2 separate regions of the Mus musculus genome follow, and region 1 is linked to region 2. The links are chromatin contacts, called in public Hi-C maps. All regions are on one chromosome and are shown on one strand. Each heading gives the region's core, a stretch centred on a gene start, on an enhancer-like site or on the middle of the called end of the contact. The rest is flanking DNA. Distances are from core to core; before and after follow the strand shown.

What was found. A called contact is a pair of places that touch in the nucleus more often than the background predicts.
Region 1: a contact with region 2 is called in a Hi-C map of embryonic stem cells, with 2.4 times the contacts expected there. The contact joins two enhancer-like sites. A contact is called at or near these places in 1 of 484 Hi-C or Micro-C datasets (embryonic stem cells) and 1 of 115 datasets of contacts at active chromatin or transcription factors (embryonic stem cells).

What each region holds. Positions count from the first base shown.
Region 1 is chr16:9,129,314-9,133,631 of GRCm38.p6, reverse strand. No RefSeq gene overlaps it. Among named protein-coding and RNA genes, the nearest start is that of Gm30567, 77 kb to the right of the region's middle. Within about 2 kb of position 1,296, at least 26 of the 459 cell types and tissues checked have an H3K27ac peak or open chromatin away from gene starts, as enhancers often do. A contact at or near this core is called in embryonic stem cells, where this site is marked.
Region 2 is chr16:8,781,908-8,786,221 of GRCm38.p6, reverse strand. No RefSeq gene overlaps it. Among named protein-coding and RNA genes, the nearest start is that of Gm25805, 18 kb to the right of the region's middle. Within about 2 kb of position 2,766, at least 56 of the 459 cell types and tissues checked have an H3K27ac peak or open chromatin away from gene starts, as enhancers often do. A contact at or near this core is called in embryonic stem cells, where this site is marked.

The DNA of each region.
Region 1 (4,318 bases), core at 47-2,546, 350 kb before region 2:
ATTTTTTGTTTCAGAATTTTATAAAGCCAAACCAGAGAGAATGTCACAAAAAATAGACAAGTCCATAATCATAGTCGGAACTTCTCTCCATAAATTAATATAACCAGAGCTCAGAATATGAACAGGCTTACAGCAGACTCAAACACAGTCATCAATCAACCTGTCTATCTAGCACTTAGAGGAAAATTGGCAGTGGTTAGAGCACCAACTACCATTTCAAAGGTTTTCAAAAGACCTGAGTGTAATTCCCAGCACTCACATCAAGCAACTTACAATCACCTGTAACTCCAGTTTCAAGGCATCCAACTCTTCTGACCTTGTAAGACCCAATGAGCCTTAGTCCAGGATGTCCCACTCACAGAAACACAGAGACGGAGATCGATGCAATAAAAATGAGGTTTATTGATCAGGTGTGCCGGGGGCCATCCTGCAATAGGGGCAGAGGTGACCCTGAATCTCCTAGGCCCACACTTTTTATACAGTTTAAGGGAAGGCCTTGATAACAACAAGAGTTGGTTTAAGCCCATTGTTGGCCCCAGCTGACTTTTTCTTTCCCCCCTTTAGAAATGGTAATTAGCCTCTCCCTTCCAGAGAGACAAGTGTCTTTCATGACCTTCCTTAACCAGCATTGATGGCCCTGGGTGTGGTGAGGTCTTAGTCACCAGAAGAGGGAACTAAACATTCTTGGTCATTAGCTGCACCTGCCTTGCTTTCTTGTAAAGCTTGTTTGGCTGGGACATCACAGGAAGGGAGTGCTCAACACAACCTTCTGGGGGGATGGTCTTTCAGGTCATCTTATATTCTCTAAGATTACAGATTCCCACAACCTCTGTAGGCACCTGCACTCATGTGCACATACCTACATATAGACATTCACACACACACACACACATACATAATTTAAAACAATAAAGTTACTTTTAATTGATTCATGTCTCACATGCCTATAAAAATAATCAAAATGGATCACACGCTTAGGCATAAAATGTTAAACTGTGAAATTTCTCAAGAGAACAAAAACAAACAGAATGAAACCTTTGCAACCTTGGGTTTCTCAGACATGATACCAAAAACAAGATCCAGGAAAAAAACAAACAAACAAAACAAAACAAAACAAAAAAAAAACATAGCTCTTGCCCAAGTTTAAAATGTTATACCTTCAAAGGACATCCTTACAGAAATAAAAAGAACCACCTGAAGCAAAATTTTGTGAGACAGATGCCGACCAAGGACTTGTGTCCAGATCATTTAAGGAACCCTGAAGACTCAAAGGGAAGTTAGGCTGGTGAAATGACTCAGCAGAAAAAGAGAAGTTAGGCTGGTGAGATGACTCAGCAGAAAAAGGCAGCACTGGATGAACTTGGTGATCTGGATTTCATTCCCTGGGATCCGTTTAAGGGATGACTCCACAGTGTGGTCCTCTGACCTACACACACACACACACACACACACACACACACACACACGAGTATGTACACACCTGTCACACACATCATATATATACATACAGTAATAATAATGTTTATTTAAAATGCTTCTTAAATGAGCAAAACAGTTTAGCAAACACTTAAATTAAAAATTAAATTAAAAGCATATCTGTTGCTGGGTGGTGGTGGTGCATGCCTTTAATCACAGCACTTGGGAGGCAGAGGCAAGTGGATTTCTGAGTTCGAGGCCAGCCTGGTCTGCAGAGTGAGTTCCAGGACAGCCAAAGCTACACAGAGAAACCCTGTCTTGAAGAAAAACAACAACAACAACAACAACAACAACAAAAGCACATCTGTTATACAGAATAAGCAGGTTATATTTAGAAATATATGTATATACATATGTGCATATAATAACAGTTAATGAAGAAAAGAGGCCCTGAATTTCAAAGACTGCAAAGAACAGAATATGGGAGGAATTGAAGAAGGACAGGGAAGGGAGAAAATGTTTTTTAAAGTAATATGTGTGTGTGTGTGTGTGTGTGTGTGTTCATACATATAATAACATGACACAGACATAGGTGTTCCATGTCATTGGCCATTAGGGAGAACCAAGATATACTATTACCTTCCTACCGTAGCAGCTACAACTTTGACAATCACATGCACTTATGATGCAGTCATTGCCCATCTAGCTATTCACTCAAGAGAAATGAAAATCTGTGTCCATACAAAGTCACGTGTCCTGTAGGCTAAGGCCAGTTCCACTCCACTCCTGCCAGTGACCTTGGCTGTTGTTCCATGGTCCTGCATCTCTTGGTACCAACTTCAGATCTAGTTTGCTTTCTGTCTCTATGACAAAGCACTGGCCAAAGCCAAGCTGCAGGGACGAAAGGTTACTTGGTTACTTGGCTTACAAGTTGCAGTTTGTCCTCAAGTGAAACCAGGGACAAAAGCTGAGACAGGGACATGGAGACAGGACCTGAAGCAGAGGCCATGGAGGAACACAACTCATTGGACTGCTTCTCCTGGCTTGTTCAGCTCTCGTTCTTATACAGCCCAAGCCCATATGCCCAGGGATGGCACTGCCCACAGTGGGCTAGTCCCTCCAAAGCCATCAGCAATTGAGAAAATGACATGCCCACAGATGTGCCCACACACCAATCTGATAAAAGGAAACTCCTGGATTGAGAGTCCCTTTCCCAAGCGTCTAGGTTTATGTGAATACCACAAACACCATGACACGGAGGTGCCACAAGCACCTGCTGCTTTGGGTGGAGTTGGACTTAAGAGATCCTTTGCCGCCGGCGATGGTGGCACATGCCTTTAATCACAGCACTTGGGAGGCAGAGGCGGGCGGATTTCTGAGTTCGAGGCCAGCCAGGTCTACAAAGTGAGTTCCAGGACAGCCAGAGCTATACAGAGAAACCCTGTCTCGAAAAAAAAAAAAGAAAGAAAGAAAGAGAGAGAGAGAGAGAGAGAGAGAGAGAGAGAGAGAGAAAGAAAGAAAGAAAGAAAGAAAGAAAGAAAGAAAGAAAGAAAGAAAGAAAGAAAGAAAGAAAGAAAGAAAGGAAAAAAGAGAGAGATCCTTTGCTCATGATGCTAAGCATGGTAGTCCGGTAGGAAAAAGCTCACTGGCCACTGGGATTTCAGCTGAAAATGTTGCTATTCATAAAAACTGTGTGGCGCTGTTTATCTCACAGAACATACACCAGTACCGCATCCCAACCCTAGGGAAGAGCAAGGGCTACAACAGATGAAAGACAATGTGCCTAAGACCAAATTCTGCCTCACATCCATTTGGGGATCCTAGATGGTGGTCTGATTTCCTTTGTTTCTTTTTTTCCTGGGCCACTGTAGGACTTCAGTTGTCACATGGGTGTTATTGAGGAAAGGTCCCCAACATGGGTGACTGGCCTCAGCATATGGAAGTATTTTTAGCAGTTGATCTCCAAGTAGAGACAGATGTTTCTCTGCTGATCTCGGTGGGGTGTCTCCTTGAAGTCTGCCCTGTTACCCACACTCTGCCTCCAGAACAGCTTGTAGAAGAAGCAATGCCACTCTAGACAATTTCAATAATTTTGACTTTAGAGAAACTGGCTTTTATTCTCCTCCCTTAGAAAGGAGAGGCATCTTCTGAAAATGATCTAAGCAGCAAATCCAGCTTGGTCATTGATATTTTTATAAGGCTACAGATGGGTTTTCCCTGAAGAAATAAAGAAAAAAATCAACTCTACATGGGGGAGGGGGGTCACAAATAGTAAGACCACAATTCCTTTGTCAGCACTGGTACAGTGAGTAGCGAAGTCTTCAAGCCTTTCAGTCCTTCACATGAACTCTAAGAACCACTTTTCCCTCTTGCCAAGCAAACATTATTTTTGTAACACTACACAACTATCTAGAGACTGCATCATCTCCTCAGGCTCCCTTCTTAAGTGTGGACGTTCATCTCTATATCTCCTTTATATGAAAACAGTCAGACCTTTGCTATCAGGTGAACTGTAACTGTACAATTGGCTATGCACAACCACCCTGTTATAATATACCTTAGATCAAAAAACCCTTCGGTGTGTACAAGAGTTCTCAGGCTGACTGCCTATTCCTTCTGCTCAGATTTTCATAATGATTTGATTAAAGTAGGAATAAGAAGCTCTGTGTGTGGCTCAATTAGTGGCGCATGCCCAAAGTTCCGGGTTCCAGTCCCAAAACTGAGTAAGTTAGGTATGGTGCTATGTACCTATGATCTCAGCATTCAGGAGGTGAAAGCAAGGGACCAAAAGTTCAAGTATCCTTGAAGTATCCTTAGCTACACTGTCAGTTTGAGGCCAACCTGTGGTACATGACACTGTCTCAAAATCAATTAAGAATATATGTGACAGAAACTATAGGTA
Region 2 (4,314 bases), core at 1,517-4,016:
TGAAAAAACCAAAACATGCCCAAGGTACAACCTAATAGAGACAATCCCTTACTGAGATCCTGTCCCAAGCGACTCTTAATTGTGTCAGGATAATGATTAAAACTAATCACATGGGCTGGTGAGATCAGAAGGTAAAGGCCTTGCTGCCAAACTGATCACCCCAAGACCCTCGTGGTGGAAGAGAGAACCTATTCCTGGAAGCTGTCCTCTGACATCCTCACATGCACCAGGGTAGTGCCCTCGCTCGCTCTCTAGTGTTCTCTCTCTCTCTCTCTCTCCCTCTCTCTCTCTCTCGCTCGCTCCCCCTAACCCCCCCCCCCATAAGATTATTTTGTAAGGAGCTGGAGAGATGGCTCAGCAGTTACAAGCACCTGCTGCTCTTGCAGAAGATCTGAGTTTGGTTTCCCGCACCCACATGGTGGCTCACAGCTGTCAGTAACTTAGGTTCTAGACAACTTCTGATTTCCATGAACACCAGTCAGGAATTTGGTGTACATACATATATGCAGGCATAAATAAAACAAAATAAATCTAATTTTTAAAAAGATTTTATTTATTTTATGTATGTGAGTACACTGCAGCTGTCTTCATATACACCAGGAGAAGGCATCAGATCCCATTACAACTGATCGTGAGCCACCATGTGGTTGTTGGGAATTGAACTCAGGACCTCTGGAAGAGCAGTCAATGCTCTTAACCGCTGAGACATCTCTCCAGCCCTTAAAATATTTTAAAATATCATTTTATAAACCAGGTATGATGGTACACACCTTTAATCCCAGCACCCAGAGAGACAGACGCAGCCAGAGTTGTATGAATTCTAGGCCAGCCAGTGCTACACAGAGAAACCCTATCTCCCAAAACCAGAAACCTATGGCTCCTCCCTAGAGCTCTTGGACCATCCCTGGGATGCTATAAACTATCAACTCAGTTCCTCTCACTGAGATACCGGGGGTATATGGAGAGTGTATAAGAATCCTAGGACAGCAGGCTGTGGTGGCACAGGCTGTTCATCCCAGCACTCAGGAGCTTGAAGGACATGGGTAGCAGGTTCCAGGCTAGCCTGGTATACATAGACAAATCTTGTACTTTGGTCTGGATGTAAAATATCTCCCATAAAATACCTTATGAACACTTGGGGAGGTAGTGGAGTCTTTCAGATTCTGGCTGGAGGAAGTGGGTCAAGCAAGCCTTGAGTGTTCCGACATGGTCCTCCTTCTAGCTCCCTTCTGTTCACTTCCTGGTCTGAGATGTCAACACACCGCCCTGGGCTCTATGCCAGGCCTTCCCAGTGAGGTAGACTGTATTTCCTTAAATTGAGCCACATCCTGAATTGTTCCTGTAACATCTAACGTTGGCCAACAAAATGTGTCTGTGAGGTAAAAGTGGTTGTTATTCAAGCCTGATGTTTGATTCTGAAACCCAGCATGGAGGGAGAAAAGTGACTCCTGGGAGTTGTCCTTTGACCTCTGAGTTTGTGCTATGACATGTACATGTCTAAACACACACACACACACACACACACATACACACATACACAAAGTTAATAAAATAAAAACAAAAATTGAGGGGGAGCAAAAGATCCTTTAGAAAGCACTCCCCTCATAATCATGATACATGTTCAGTCTCCAGGACTGCACTAAGCAGGCAAAGTGGCAGATCTTGTAATCCCAGCCCCTTTGAGCAGAAGCAGGAAGATCAAGATCAAGATCATCCTCAGCTCCCCCAAGAGTTTGAGACCAGCCTAGGGTATACAGTTTGCCAGTTTCCACCACTCCTTATTACCTACCAGCAATATTGAGGCTAAAATAAAAAGCATTTTTTTTTTTTTTTTCTTTTCGAGACAGGGTTTCTCTGTGTAGCCCTGGCTGCCCTGGAACTCAGTTTGTAGACCAGGCTGGCCTCGAACTCAGAAATCCGCCTGCCTCTGCCTCCCAAGTGCTGGGATTAAAGACGTGCGCCACCACGCCCGGCTTAAGTTTTGTTTTTAAATTTGATTTTTATGGTATAGTCATTGGTGTTTTGCCTGTACATATTTCTGTGAGGGTGTCAGACCTCTGGAACTAGAGTTATAGGCAGTTAGTTGTGAGCTGCAATGTGGGTACTGAGATTTGAACCCCGGTCCTCTGGAAGAGCAGCCAGTACTTTTAACTGCAAAGGCATTTCTGAAGCCCCATATCAATTCAGTCTGACCTGAACTTTTTAGCAAAGGGCTATGTAGAGATGTAGAGAGAGAGAGAGAAAGAGAGAGAATATGAGAGAGACAGAGACAGAGAAAGACTTTTTGGTATTTCAGGATTATCTTATTGCAGAACTATGCAAAGAAAGATTCAAGTCTCCCTGGCACTGCTTAGTTCCTTAAACTTGAGTTTGTGAACTCTAGACACACAAAGAAACCTGTCAGAAACTGCCATGATGAGGAAGGTGAGGGTTGAATTGGGGACCGATGATGGAGAAAGCCAGAACTTCCAGAATTCACTTGAAACGGAAGGAAGTCCTGTGGGGCACCCGGAAGTAGCTGGTGAATAAACTAGCAACTTCCGGTTGAGGCAGGAGAGGAGGGTTTCCAGCAGCGTCCTTTAGAATACAGCTACATGATTCAGTGTATTTTTTTTCTCCCTAAAAAGAAATAATTGAGCACTTACGTTGCGGGTTTGTTCTATTGCTTTGAATTAATCCAGCCCTCAAAATCAGGATCTACATGTCCGAATGCTGAAGGTCCTTGTCCCCAATTGGCTTTTGGTCGATCAATAAAAAGGCAACAGCCAATGGCTGGGCAGGTAGACTGAGGCGGGACCTTTGGATTTGCATGGGCTAGGGACTGGGAGAGTGGAAGGCGGCAAAGATCGCCATGATGGGGAAGAAAGACCAGACCTAAAGGCCCGCGGACACGTGAGAATCAGGGAAAGTGGCCACTTGGACCACTTCCCCAATTGTGTTTGGGGTAACAGAGATGAAATACAGATTTTAAAAGATGTAACTCAGGAGTACCGGAGGGGAGTGTTTGCAAGCAGCAGGAAGGATTTAGAAACACCCAACCAGCCGGGCGTGGTGGCACACGCCTTTAATCCCAGCACTCCGGAGGCAGAGGCAGGCGGATTTCTGAGTTCACGGCCAGCCTGGTCTACAAAGTGAGTTCCAGGACAGCCAGGGCTATACAGAGAAACCCTGTCTCGAAAAACCAAAAAAAAAAAAAAAAAAAAAAAAAGAAACACCCAACCATTAAGCTAGTCAAGGCACATTTAAATTAACTAGTGCGTGTGTGTGTGTGTTCCATTCAGGAATCCAGATAGCTCTTGGGCGAGTGCACGAATGCCACCCATCAGGAACATGGAACGGTTAACTAATTACTGCTTCATAGCTGGGCGTGGTAGTGCATGCCTTTAATCCCAGCACTGAGGAGGCAGAGGCAGGTGGATTTCTGAGTTTGAGAAACCCTGACTCAAAAAAACCAAACCAACCAAACAAATAAATTACTGCTTCACCTTTAGACTGGTGGTGGGTGCTTGCCTAGTAGGCAAGGAGCTCTGGGTTTGAATTCCAACACTGCCAAAAACCGGAGGAAGAGGAGGAGGGAGAGAAAGCTGGAGGCTGGGCAGGGTGGCACACATACTTTCAGCCGCAACTTTCAGGAAGCAGAGAAAGGTCGATCTCCATGAAGTTGAGGCTATCTAGGAGCCAAGGCTATCTAGGGAGACCTTTTTTTGAGAGGGAGGGAGGGAGAGAGAGAGAGTGGTTGAGGCTTAAGGACCAAGGTGGGTCCTTAGCTCTGCTCTTCATCAGTCTCCTCTACTTTTCTTCTGTTTAATTTTTTCTTAAGAAAACATTTAAAGTGTGTTCGTGGGAAGTGGGAGAATATATAGAAATAGTTGCTAGGATATGCACAAATACTCCCCGAAAGAACCGACTAACTGTATAAGAGTAAGAACAGTAAAAAAAATTCAAGCATCTCAAGTCGAAAAATTGGGAAGAGACCAGGCAAGGCAGGAAGACTACTACATATACATTTGTTTTGCTCTGAGGCAGGGTCTCTCTCTGTCGTCCTGAGACTTGCTATGTAGACCAGGCTGACCTCAAATTCTCATAGATCCTCCTGCCTCTGCCTCCTAAGTGCTGAGATTAAAGGCATTGTGTTACCAGGCCCAGCACCTTCCAAGTTGAAGAATTAGAGTGGTGTGCCACCTTGCCTAGTTTTATGAAGTGCTAGGAAAGAACTCGGGCCATGTCTCAAGAAAATGAAAAGAAATACTTTTACAATAATAAAAAAGTATATTATGGGGCTGGACACTCACTGACTGTTCTTCCAGAAATTGG